Linked DNA regions of Mus musculus: regions 2, 3 and 4 are each linked to region 1. A link is a contact called in public HiChIP or PLAC-seq and promoter capture Hi-C data. All regions are on one chromosome and are shown on one strand. The core of a region is the stretch at or near the end of the contact, and the rest is flanking DNA. Distances in the headings are between cores, read along the strand shown. Region 1 holds the start of Cpne9 (copine family member IX). Region 2 holds the start of Thumpd3 (THUMP domain containing 3). Region 3 holds the start of Prrt3 (proline-rich transmembrane protein 3). Region 4 overlaps Setd5 (SET domain containing 5).

Region 1 (3,108 bases), core at 224-2,723:
GTGGAATCAGGCCAGGCCTGGCAAAAGGGGCCCTGGAGAGCAGGGGAAATTTCCCATCCCCCTTCTCTGTTGCACACATGGCAGCCCCAAACCTGAGCAGGCCTGAGGATGGGACTTTCTACCTCCCAACCTCCTGACTGGTGACCACTCTCGCCACTCACTGCCTTCCACTGACCCTGGTGTTCAGATTACTGTCAACTCTCAGAATTGTGTTGGAGGGTACAGGGGCGTTCCCAGGGCCTCATGGAGATTATAATGTCAGCAAAACCCCATTCTGCAATTTTTGTTTCCTGGGAAGGAGAATCACCTGCACTGAAAATGAGGCAATTTCACACTAATCACAAAATAAAAGCAAGTTTTTTGAATGGCTTTTCATTAGCATTTCATCCGGTTGTGACCGTCGTTGAGCTGCTCGGAATCTTCACTGCCTGGCCTCGTGCTGAATGAAGGGTTGGAGTTTGGGGGAGTTACGAAGTAGGATTTATCTCTGTTCCTTCTTTGCTGGGGAAAGAAACCCGGGCTTGTGTTTATAAGCAAATAAATGCTCTACCACCAAGTCAAATTCTCAGTCCCCATCAGTCAGCGTAAGCCACGAGGAGTGGCATATAAACCCGTGAGACTGGGTTGGAAGGAGAGGTCAGCAGCTGAGTGGGTTCGACCACAACTACCTGTTCTGTGCAAGTTCTGCATATCCTCACTGGCTTGCTTTTTTTTTCTTCGAGAAGGGTTTCTCTGTGTAGCCCTGGCTGTCCTGGAACTCACTCTGTAGATCAGGCTGGCCTCAATCTCAGAAATCCGCCTGCCTCTGCCTCCCAAGTGCTGGGATTAAAGGCGTGCAACACCACGCCCGGCGGCTTTCATCTTTAGTTAAACCCTGAAGCGACAGTGCTCTGGGATAGGAGACCTGAGCCAATAGAGGGGCAGGCTTCTGGGCTGTGGAGGCAGCAGTGGACACGGCACAGGGAGGGGGCTGCTTGATTCAGAGCTCTTCACCATTCATTGATCCTCCTCTCGCACCCTGTACTGAGGATGGGCCCTAGGCCTTTGCATATAGTAGACCAGGTGCTGTGCCAATGAACTGTTCCCCAGAGCCCTGACCTAATAGGCCATCAATGTGAATACCCAGAGGTCACTAAGCCTATCTTAAAGTATGCCAGTAGCTGCCACTAGGGCCATAACCACTAATATTGAGTAACTTGCTCAAGGCCACACAAATATTAAGGGGGAAATGTAACTTCATATCCAGAGATCAAGATGGGTCGGGAAAGATGAGCGCTGCTCAGAATTGGCTACCAACTCCCACCTGCCAGCCCAATATTTCAGGACCATGGATAGTTCTAAGGTTTTCATTGCTCTGGTGTTTCCAGAGGATGTGTGGGCCAGAGTTGGGGTTTGAGTGAGTTTCCCCGACTAGCTCCAGGCTGCTCCAATGGGGCGGGGGCCGCCTGCAGGGCCGGGCGGGGCTGTGCTGCCATCTGGAGCCGCTGCTGCTGGTGGCCACTGTCAGGGCGCGAGCAGCGGAGCGCACACAAGGCTGGAGAGAGCCGCTGCCTCCGCACATGGGCCGGCCTCGCCACCGCCCCTAGCTTCGGCACCCGGGGTCTCGCAGCCCCTACGCGGCTTTGGCCATTGGACCAGTCATGTCTCTCAGCGGAGCCTCGGAGCGTAGCGTCCCGGCCACCAAGATTGAAATTACTGTGTCGTGCCGGTGAGCGGGCCGCGCTGGGGAGGGTTTAAGTACTGGCAATTCCCCAGCCTACCGCAGCTGCGGGTTCAGTGTGGGCAGGGGGCTAGACCACAGAGGGGACGACCAGGAGCGAGCAACAGAGAACTGAGGCTGAAGGCTGGAGTCACTGGCAGGATGAAAAAGGGGGTCTCCCTGGGCAGCCCCACCCAAGCCTACCGGCTCAAAAGGTGGGCTATGGGAATCGCTGAAGAGCTGGGCCACAAGGGACCAAAGTTCTGGGGCGAGCCGTAGTCCTGGACCCTTGGAGACAGTGCGGGCACATATAGAGCCATTTGTCAGAGATGTCTGATGTTGTCCTGAATGTTGGCAGTGTGGACCCCAACAGTCACTGGGAATAGTAATAAGGAGGGAATACAATTTGCACCCCACGTCTCCTCCAGGTGCCCAGTCAGTTCAGGACTGTGTCAAGGTGGTGAGCGCCAGAATGAGCTAGCCCTCTGTCCATCTGTTTGATGCTTTTCTCTAGGAATCTGCTAGACCTGGATACATTCTCCAAGTCGGACCCCAGTAAGCAGCTCCAGGGCCTGGAGGAGGAACCCGGGGTGTAGGAGCGGGTGGGGCGGTGAGGGGTGCGGGCCGACCTGACGAGCTCCCCTCCCCTGCCCTCACCCGCAGTGGTGGTGCTTCACACGCAGAGCCGGGCCAGCCAGGAGTGGCGGGAGGTGAGTCCCCGAGCCCCAGCCCAGCTCAGGGCCGCTCCCGGGAACCTCTAGCCCGACTGCACGCCTTGCGTTCATGCTCCGTCCTCCCACCCCTCCCTGCTGCCCAGTTCGGACGAACCGAGGTGATTGACAACACACTGAATCCAGACTTCGTGCGCAAATTCGTTCTCGACTATTTCTTTGAGGAAAAGCAAAATCTCCGCTTCGATGTGTGAGGCTCCTCCTAGAATCCTGTCTTACCCTCCACCCCCCTCCACCACCACCCCCCAACCTGGATCAGCCAGAATTCTGCCTGGTCTCGCCCCCACTTCACCTTGCTACCTGGCTCCTCCCCCTAGCCCAGGTCCTTCTAAGGCTTCACTGTTCTTAACCCCGCCCCCCACACCCAAGTTGGCGCCTCCTTATGCAGAATCCATCCAGTTCCCTCCCCAAACCAGGCCCTGCCCACAACCCTGCCTTCTAATTTAGCTCCACCTTGGCCTCAGGCGCCCTCCCATGCTACTCCATTCCCATCAAGCCTCCTCCTGGGCTTCACCTTACGCATGACCCTCTCCCCTGGCACACACGTCCCAAACCACACCCAAGTTGAGTTGGTGTCCACTACCCCTCTCTCTACCTACAATCTTAACCAAGACTAAACCTAACCTCTTCCAGACTTTCTCCCACCCAGTCCCACCCCACACTGGTTCCACTCTCTTC
Region 2 (3,108 bases), core at 242-2,741, 240 kb before region 1:
CCTTGGCTGTCCTGGAACTCATTCTGTAGACCAGGCTGGCCTCAAACTCAGAGACTCAACTGCCCTTGCCTCCCAAGTGCGGGGATTAAAGATGGTAAGCCCCACCATCTGCCCCACCTCCCAAACATTTATTTATGGAGGTGAGGATCTCACGGTACACTTGTGGAAGTCAGGGGGCAACCCATGGAGTTTGTTCTCTCCTTCCACAGTGTGGGTCCTGGGGATAGAATGCAGATGGCCAGGCTTGATGGCAGACACCTTTTACATGCTGGGCCGTTTGTCAGACCCCTTTTTTATTTTTTACTAAACTACAACGCCGCTTTCTACGATACTGGCTGCTCCTAAACTCTTTGATGCATCCAAGGCAAGGATCCGGTTTTTACCTTTCTCATTGTCCGTGCTGACAAGGACAGTGTGGCTCCATGCCTCAGCTGCTGCTGCCACCACTGAAACTTTAAACAATTTTTATTATTTATTTATTTATTTATTGGTGAGGATGAGGGGAGAGGCAGAGAGAGAGATTGCAATGCAGTGTCATAATGCCCTTGGAGCCAGACTTGGCTGTCAGAGCCCCTGAAGTTACAGGTATTGAGAGCGGCCAGAGGTGGGTGGGTGCTGGGTACCAAATTTGAATTCTCTGGAAAAGCAAGCCTTAATCACTGAGCCATCTCTCCACCATCGCTCCCCCCCCCCCCCCAAAATCCGGCTGTCTCTTTCTGTTGAGTTCTAAGTTTCCTCTTTTAAAATGTTACATTTGGGGCTGGTGAGACGTCTTAGAGGGTAAAGGCTCTTGCTACCCATCCTGATTAGCTGAGCTGGATCACTGGAACCCACGTGGTGGAAGAGAAGCAACTTCTGCCAAGTTGTCCTCTGACCTCAGGTGTGGCACACAAGCTCCCTCCACACACACAGGAAATACATGTAACTAAAATATAGGAAATGTAACCTTTGGCATATATAGAGAAACATGATCTGAAAACCGCAGGCTAGGCTAGGGGCTATACTCTAGTTACAGCACAGCTTGCCGGTCCCTGCAGAATCCAAGCCGGGTATGGTGGCGCACACCTGTAGTCCTAGCATCCCGGAGGCAGAGACAGCGGATATCTGTGATTTCCAGGACAGAACGATCGACAAAACGAGCAGGCCAGTCAGGGCTACATAGTGAGACTCCAATCTCAAAAAGAAATTCCAAGTAAAGAGTGTTGTGCAAGACGGGAATGGGGGAGAAGAATCTCTTTAGCCTCGGTTTCTCTGGCTTTAAGACTGGAATCAAGTCCCAGTCTCACCCCAGTGCTCGACACTGAGGGCAGAGGAAGTAGAACAACCGAGCATCCGCTCGCTAGGAGAGCGCCCTCCGCAGTGGTTCCCTCCGGGCAGGTGACCGGCCTACCGGCCGTTCTTCCTCTTCCGGGTCAGAGTGCACCCAACTGCGCACAGCTCTCCGCGCACACTCCCCCGCCTACCCCGGAGCGTGGGAGCACCGTGCCCTCCGAGGCCTGACTTCCGTTTCCGGGCTGGCACCTCGGCTTCCGGCGGCGTGCTCGCGGTGCGGAGACCGGAAGGGTCTGTGCTTGCTGCCGGTAACTGGCCGCGGCTGGGAGTGGCCGGGTGGGTGGGACGCAGGGGAAGACGGCGGTGGCTTCGTATAGGTCGGTGCTGGGGCTGAGCGTCTGGACTCTCGCTGGGCTTCGCAGAGGGTGGGAGTGAGAGAGCCACTGCCCTTCGGTCCGAACAGCCCTTCTGCTCTCCACACTGTCCGTAGGAGTTGTGTTCACAGTGGCGAACGGTGACACGGTGGAACCGCGTTCACCTCTGTGGCCTGTTCTTGGTTGGCACAGCATTAGGGACAAGGAAGATGTTAGCTTAAGCCACGGCGCTTTTGAAAAGCTGGTGGGAGGTGTGGGCCCTCCATCACGGTAACACCACTCCAGCCCCTTCAACCTCCACAAACACTCCCACAGGACGTCTGTATTACTAGCTTCAGACATTTCCAAGGTGTCCCCAGCATGCGCGTCATTGGATCTCGGCGTCACCACATAGTAGGCTTTCAGATATTTGTAATTGTTTAGATAGTGGAAGTTGAGTTAATCTTTAATAAATTCACTGCCCACTTGTCTACATGGCGGAAAGTAGATACCTCACCCATACATTAAAAGTTTTGATCATTAGTCCAGAATTGTGTTGTTCTCGTTAAAATCTTCTGTCTTTGGGAAAGAGAGATATATTTAGTTTCCAGTTCGAAACTAGGCAGGAGTAACTTGCTTCCTGGACCCGCGAGTGTGGGAAGCAAGAATTTTTAACTCTGAACCACTACAGCCTCACATCCTGAAGTGCTAAGCTGAAAGAGCAACAGAGGAGCTTCTCTATTCATGTTAGCAAATGTAAGATGGTGCTTACCAACACAGATGAGCCTAAGCCAAGCACTGCATGCAGTGGAAACACTCTTGTCTTTTCTCCTGATGAGCCTGCATATTGCTTGTTTAGTCACGTTTCACTGCCTGTAATCCGTGCCCTTATTTATACTACAGTTTTAACTCGATAGGTACATTGAAATACAAAAAGAGATGGCATTGTTTCCCTTTTTCTTCCCTGTATTGCCTCTAGAGACTGTTGGTCCTTTTAGAAACATCTCCATCATGTCTTGTGACACTCAAGAAGCTACCAGAGAGTGCCTGGGTATGAACCTTGATGGCAACAAAGAGCCTGTGTCGCTGGTAGAAAGCGGCGTCAGAAGTGAGTCGGAGCATCTCCAAGTCACTATTGGAGCCACTGTACCCACTGGCTTTGAACAAACGGCTGCGGGGGAAGTGAGAGAGAAACTGAAGTCGGCCTGCAGAATCAGCAAAGACCGCGGAAAGATCTATTTTGATATTGCAGTGGAAAGTCTGGCTCAGGTTTGAACAAAACAGTATTTAAATTAGTCTTGGTTATTTTATGATTATTTTTCTGGTTTATAGACACCCCTCCCCCCCTTGGGAATCCTTTACTCTGTTCTGCTTAAAGTAGCTGCATTTTCTGTTGTGTACTAATTTATGAAATTGACTAGTTTACTATGTTGCTGTTTATAATGTCTTTGTAATGTATATTCAGTTTAGTACATTTTAGCGT
Region 3 (3,108 bases), core at 238-2,737, 220 kb after region 1:
GCAGGCGTGAACTCAGTGAGTTCAGAACACCTCTTTTGGGGTGGCTGGTGGTCAGCAGGCAGGGGCTAGTCAGCAAGGGCTCCTGTGAACCATCACGTGGATTGGAGAGCTCCGACAGGAGGCGGTCTGAGAAGCAGTGTTTTTTAAAGGGAAAGAGGTCGGCATCATGTCCAGGGACAATTGGAGGGTAGTTCGTATTAGCCTAGACACTCCTCTCCAGGGATGCCTTCTGTTCCTGGCTCTCCCTATCCGGAGCAAAGCTCCCTTGTATATCATCTCCTGTCTGCCGCTGGCCTGGGGCTCCTGTCTTTTTCCTTTACACCTCCAGCCCCTGTACAATCCGGGCCCAGGTAGATATATTCCCAAGAGGTCCCTATTCCTAAGTCCATCCTTAAGTAGGCCAGGGAGGTAGGAGGGATCAGCAGTGGCCAGCCAGCTGAGGGCCAGCTGTGTTAGGGGCAGGTGCTGTGTCCTTTTCCTCTTGGACACAGCCACCTTTGGTGGCTCAGACACTAGGAGAAGTTAGAGGTAACCCCAGAGACTCTTCCGAGGAGTACCCCTAGGCTCATCAGAGGTTGTGGGAAGTTTCAGGGGATTCAAAGACCTCTTGGGTCCAGTCACAGCGTTAATTCAGACAGCCTTTAAGTCTTGGTAAGCCCTCTCTCAAACATCTATTAAGCCCCAGGTTCTGCTCATAGGCCAGGCTGGGGTCTGGGGACCCATAAAGTCCTCAGTTCTGAGGCTGGGGATGAGGTGTGCGAAGGAAGGACTTGGGGCCCCTGATATGGATATAGGTTATAATAATACCCTGTGTTGAGCTCTTTGCTTAGTTAGGCCTCTGTTCTAAACCTTCCCATACAGCAGGTGCAAGTACCCATCACACAGGAAAGGAGAGTGGGCAACCAAGAGTCAGAGAGGTTGAGCAACTTGTCCAAGGTCGCACAGCCAGCTGAAAACACATACTAGAGATACTGAAGCCCGTACAGCTCTGTAGACTTTGCAGAGGAGGAGATGGCTGAGCTGGGCCTTCAGTGAATAACATGCCATCTGCCTACCACCCCCGATGCAAGAGATGTGGGCACCCGCAGTCCAGGCAGGAGCTTGCCTAGCATTAGGGTCCCCATGGCTGGACAGTTCTGAGGGGAGATGAGATCAATCAGCCGCAGAGACTAGGGGGTGGGGGGAGCAGGGTGAGGGCCTCTGCAGGACAGCCTGCAGAAGCTGGTCCATCTCGGGTTACCTCTCTTCCTCCTTCTCCAGCTTCTCTCTCCCTGGCTCCATGCCTTCCCGCAGTGTCCCGGGTGGGGTTTGGCACCGTGCAGGCCCATGCCCGCGAAGGGGCTGTAAGCCTTGCTCCTTGCCTTCTTGGGTCCCGCCATCTCCCCTTCCCTCGGCCAGCTCCTCACCTGCGCGCTGCATCCGCAGCCATGCGTTCACCTTGCGCGCGTCCCTGCAGCCGCTCCCGGAGGCGCATCCTCCGAGATGCTCAGGCTTGGCCAGCAGAGCCCGGCTCTGCCGATCTCCTCGTCAAGCCCGCCCACAGGAGCGCGGGATACTTAACCCTTTCCTTTGGGAACGGTCTCTGTTCGCTGCTCCTCACCGCCCCTTTCTCACAAGCAGCACAGCCCAGATGGTGTCAGAGCCCTGTGGGGTTCTGCAGTGTTCCTTCTAGCTACAGCCCGCTTTATTTGCATACCTGCGGGGACTGGGAGCTCACTTTCTCTGGATTCATACAGGCATAGGTAGATCATACATACAGCCTGGCATATCTTCCAGGCTTTTCCCAGAGCATATTAAATAAAAATGAGCCCACGCTTTCTTAATTGCTCTTGTAACTTGCCTTTCTCCTCATCATTTTACAATATATTCTGACACATTTTCGAAGATCTACTTCTTTCTTTTTTCTTCTTTTCTTCTTCTTTCTCCTCACCCTCCTTCTTTTCTATTATTGTTGTTGTTGTTATTTTGGTGTGTGTGTGTGTGTGTGTGTGTTTGTATTTGTGTGGCCTGTGGCATACCACATCATGTCTGTGGAGTCAGTTTTCTCCTTCTGCCTTGTGTATCCTGGGGACCAAACTCAGATCTTCTTTACCTGCAGAAGCAGCTTGCCAGCCCTAGGTCTACTTCTTTCTGGTCTCCGATGTGGTGATTTTCAGCATGTGGTTAGCCGATCATGTAATTTCTTCTGGCCTTTGTGACTGGATACAATACTACCTGAGTCACTGTTCTATTGTTATGAAGAGACACCGTGACCAAAGCAACTGCTATAAGAGAAAGTATTTAATTGGGTGCTTGCTTACAACTTCAGTGGTTTAGTCCCTTATCATCATGTTGGCAGGCACTGGAACAGTAGCTGAGAGCTACATACTGATCAATAGAAACACACACACACAGAGAGACAGACAGACAGACAGACTAGGCCTGGCATGGGCTTTTGAAACCTCAAAGCCTTCCCCATTTGACACACAGCTTCTGTTAAGGCCACACTTTCTAATCCTTCTAATCTTTTCAAAATAGGGCCACTCCCTGATGGCTAAGTATTCAACTATATGAGCTTATGGGAGCCATTGTTATTCAAATCACCACAAATACCTTCTTTATCTTCAGCCTCTAACACTAGCGGGAGAAATGGAGAAGGCTGAACTGTAGCTGACCTTAGGTACTTTCTGGGTTCTTCTCCCACCCCCATCCCCCGCACTTTATCCTCCCACCCCCAGTTTCACCCCCTATCACTAGAGACAGAAAGAAGGATAGAGAAAAGAGAGATCCTTGAATCTAATTTCTTTCCTTTTGTTTGTTCTTTGAGCACAGCTACTAACAAACCACAACCCCCTCCAACCAACAACCACCCACCCCTGCCTCTCCATAGCATTTATACACCCTCTGAAAAGTTCCCAGAATTCCAATGGTCACACAATCACAGAAACTATGCAGCTGGCAAAATGACGTCTCTGCTAGAGCACTAGGCAAATCACAGTCAGCTGTGGCAGACAGTCCAAAGCAGCCCCACCTCCCTACACCTGGGATTAAATCAAAAGCACATTCTTACAATATTTGTGGGTTATTTTTTTTTTAAGAAATCAAAATTCCAGAATTCTTACTGTACCC
Region 4 (3,108 bases), core at 401-2,900, 140 kb before region 1:
ACTAATTTAATAATGCAACGTCACCATTCTCATAAAAACAGCTTTGCCATCCTACCAGTCATACCATCATTCTGATAGCAAGGCTCTTTCCTGTTTTTGAGTACAGAAGGGTTGGTTTGCAACCTTTTTTTCATCAGAAACTATAGCAGGGGGTTGGGTGCTTTGGGTATACATCTATTATTTGAAGACACCAAAAGTTTGAGCCCACTCTGAGCTACATTAGCAAGACCCTGTCTTTTAAAAGGAAAGAATATATTGAAAGATGATATAATACAAATTTTATTTCCATATTGTTTTTTAAACATAAAATTATTATTTGAAAGAAGAAAATGTTGAAATAAACTTGTCTGTTAAACGTTAAAAAGAGCTGGGCGTGGTGGCGCACACCTTTAATTCCAGCACTCGGGAGGCAGAGACAGGTGGATTTCTGAGTTCAAGGCCAGCCAGGGCTACACAGAGAAACCCTGTCTCAAAAAACCAAAACAAAACCAAAAAAAGCTAAAAAAAAAATATTAAAATGCAGGCTAGAGTGATGACTGCCATTAAGAGCACTGGCCATTCTTTCAGAGAACCCAATTTTTAATTCCCATAACACCCATATGGTTCCTCACAGCTATCTGTTACTCTAGTCTCTAGGGATTTAATGCCCTCTTCTGACATTTCCTGGCATTGTGTGCATGTTTTACACAGGCACACAGGAAGGCAAACCACTTGTACACCTAAAGTAAAAATAGTATTTTTAAAAATTTGTGAAAAATAAAGTAGCAGTGAAATATCAATAAGTGTCAGGAGTAAAACCAGCTCCAAGTGGAAAGGAAAAACCTTGAATAAGAAGCGTGTTCATATCTAGAACTGAGGGGATGAGGTACACAGTCACAGAGAAGGAGGGGAAAGAATCTAGAAGAAGGAAAACAAGAGCCCTGTGCTTTGTACACCCAGCACCCTCCCCATTCTAAAACATTGCTATCCACCTTGTTTTGCTGAAGCAGCTCCATTTATATATCCTAGCATAGCATAGCCCACGTCTGTTTTCTGGGCCTCAGTTGTTGATAGTCTGTATATTGAGAACTTTCCCTTTTCCCCAGTGCCTGGTACAGAGTCCTTGTCATAGCTGCTATCATCACTTTCATGTTACCCTTCACACCATCACCTCAAGAGCTCACTCTCCAGTTCCCATGTGTTAGAGAGGTATTACCTCAGCAAAATGTTCTGTCCTATGAAAGTCACAGAAAAAATACACATATACATGGTATTGGGGTGGGAGGGTGCTTTGTTTGTTTTGTGATCCAGTAAGTACAATGGATTTTTAACTCTGTTAGATGTGTGCAGGTGTATAACAGTCACTTGAGAGGAACTGATCATAGTTCACAGGTATACCCCTAAAGCTAGTAAGAGAATAAAGAAAAGAAAGATTATAATCAGAGGAAGTATGGGGTGAAGAAACAGAGTTCCTCTAGGAAGAATAAGGAGTAGGTTGTGCCCCACCATAAGAAACACTGTGAGCCCTCTAAAATGATTCACCTAATTCTTTCCTGAGTTCTAATTGAGGTGTTCATTGATAGCATGAAACATTATAAGTCCTTTCTAAGGTACCAGGAAGCATTTAGCTGAACTAACCACTTTGTGGAAGTGAGTTCTGCAGTTAAACATTTACCATATGCATAAACATTAACCATCCTCACCACCAAATCCCTCCCTAAAAAGTGTGGCAAACAGCCATGCTTATCGTTACTTTCTGTTTTGCTTCTTGACTCTGAGAAGATAAATAACAAGATACTTTTTCCTCCTCTAGAACATCTCCTCCCCTGAGGGTTCCCCTGCACATAGGCCTAAGCCCCTGTCACCAGAGGTAGTTACCATACCATCTCAATCACATGCAGGCTGAGAGTGAGTGCACAAGGGTGGTCCTGAATTGGGGGGTGAGGGGGCTGGACTGGAGGGTGGCCTCTCATTCACAGCAAATAGAGTGGATCTTATATAAAAACTGACTGCACAGGACCGTGGGGAAATGAGTAGCTGTTTTTATGTTGTGGGGTTGCTTTTGTTGTCATTTGGGAGAAGGAATGGCTGAAGAGTTTCATTAAAGAGAATCTTCAGAGGATGTAGATTCTATGTGCATGAGAGCATTGTTAGAGAAAGTCATGAATAACATCCTCCTGTTAACAAGGAAACTGGAGTTGGTCGACACTGTCTCAGTATCATGTCAGCAATGTATAATTGGGGTTAAACTGACAGCTCACACGGCTGGGTGTCTGGGCTTTGGGTGACAGATGAGCAGCTTCCTTTAGGGAATCCAGCGTTCTCTGGCTTTCCTTCATTTCCTCTGGAGTGCCTAGTTGGGTGTAAGTATGTAAGGAAGCTTAAGCCCAAGCTCTGGGTTACAAACCTTCTCTTGTGCAGAGGCTGGGATACAGTTTGTGTGCAGTGATTTATACCTCTTAGGATACCAATTTCAGTACTTTGCTAAGAAACCCTCCTACCCTAAAGATCCAAAATCATGATTTCAGTGTTAGCAGTTATAATAAGCTTTAGACATGTAATTAATTATTAACCCTATAAATCTACATGGAGCTTTTTTTCTCTGTACCTTTTCAAAATTAACTGGCCTTTAGTCTCACTTTCCAAAATAATTAGGGCCCTACTCCCTGACTAATCACCAAATTCTCAGTCAGTAGGATATTCTGTAGATCATCATGAAACTGAAAAGATTATATTCCACTAGTTTATTGTTAACTTCCTGAGTATTGTGAGTCCATCTTGTTGGGAAAGTATAGATTGCTCTGTCTTGGGTTGCTAAAGATTCAATATTAGAAAGGCTTTGATAACTGATCTGTCTAGTTAAGGGAATGTTGGTGTTAAGCGATACAGATAAGCAGTAATGGGTCGGTTTTATCACTGGTGCATTTCAGCCTTTGATATGCTTTTTGGCGGTAGGCTTTAGCAGTTCTTTGATAGATTGATAGACAGCAGAGGACACGGAATTGAACAGACAGAATGTTGCATGAGAAACATAATCCAAGGTACAAGTAAATAAGGAATGGATTCGTTGCAACCTTTAATGCTATTCTCCTAGTGAGTAATTTACCATGCTTGGCTTTTCAACTACCT

What was found. Promoter capture Hi-C pulls out the DNA fragments that hold promoters and counts their contacts. HiChIP or PLAC-seq counts read pairs in DNA pulled down with a chosen protein or histone mark.
Region 2: a promoter capture Hi-C map of neural stem cells shows a contact between it and region 1. The contact joins the promoter of Thumpd3 here to the promoter of Cpne9 in region 1. A contact is called at or near these places in 9 of 39 promoter capture datasets (the C10 cell line, the SN4741 cell line, cranial neural crest and 6 more), 1 of 15 datasets of contacts at CTCF or cohesin (the NIH/3T3 cell line), 4 of 484 Hi-C or Micro-C datasets (the G1E-ER4 cell line, embryonic stem cells, granulosa cells and 1 more), 12 of 115 datasets of contacts at active chromatin or transcription factors (the 230-238 cell line, the SCID.adh cell line, T-cell acute lymphoblastic leukemia and 8 more) and 5 of 9 other capture datasets (adipose tissue, embryonic stem cells, liver and 2 more).
Region 3: a contact with region 1 is called in an H3K27ac HiChIP or PLAC-seq map of embryonic stem cells, with 7 read pairs. The contact joins the promoter of Prrt3 here to the promoter of Cpne9 in region 1. A contact is called at or near these places in 2 of 39 promoter capture datasets (embryonic stem cells and neural stem cells), 1 of 484 Hi-C or Micro-C datasets (embryonic stem cells), 2 of 115 datasets of contacts at active chromatin or transcription factors (both in embryonic stem cells) and 1 of 9 other capture datasets (liver).
Region 4: a contact with region 1 is called in a promoter capture Hi-C map of liver. The contact joins the enhancer-like site here to the promoter of Cpne9 in region 1. A contact is called at or near these places in 13 of 39 promoter capture datasets (the 3T3-L1 cell line, 3T3-L1-derived adipocytes, the C10 cell line and 8 more), 1 of 484 Hi-C or Micro-C datasets (the STO cell line), 2 of 115 datasets of contacts at active chromatin or transcription factors (double positive thymocytes and embryonic stem cells) and 5 of 9 other capture datasets (adipose tissue, embryonic stem cells, liver and 2 more).

The regions. Positions count from the first base shown.
Region 1 is chr6:113,280,834-113,283,941 of GRCm38.p6, forward strand. Cpne9 (copine family member IX) reads left to right here and starts at 1,474. Exons shown (of 21, transcript NM_170673.3): 1 at 1,474-1,708; 2 at 2,214-2,254; 3 at 2,363-2,409; 4 at 2,517-2,620. The coding sequence starts at 1,641. It overlaps Mtmr14 (myotubularin related protein 14), which reads left to right. Exons shown (of 19, transcript NM_026849.2): 19 at 1-559.
Region 2 is chr6:113,044,811-113,047,918 of GRCm38.p6, forward strand. Thumpd3 (THUMP domain containing 3) reads left to right here and starts at 1,492. Exons shown (of 10, transcript NM_008188.3): 1 at 1,492-1,580; 2 at 2,605-2,894. The coding sequence starts at 2,637. It overlaps Gm43868 (predicted gene, 43868), which reads right to left and starts at 1,361. Exons shown (of 1, transcript NR_164179.1): 1 at 1-1,361.
Region 3 is chr6:113,500,444-113,503,551 of GRCm38.p6, forward strand. Prrt3 (proline-rich transmembrane protein 3) reads right to left here and starts at 1,488. Exons shown (of 4, transcript NM_001289700.1): 1 at 1,407-1,488.
Region 4 is chr6:113,140,226-113,143,333 of GRCm38.p6, forward strand. The region is part of intron 17 of Setd5 (SET domain containing 5); the gene reads left to right. Among named protein-coding and RNA genes, the nearest start is that of Lhfpl4, 54 kb to the right of the region's middle. Within about 2 kb of position 1,651, at least 27 of the 459 cell types and tissues checked have an H3K27ac peak or open chromatin away from gene starts, as enhancers often do. A contact at or near this core is called in liver, where this site is marked.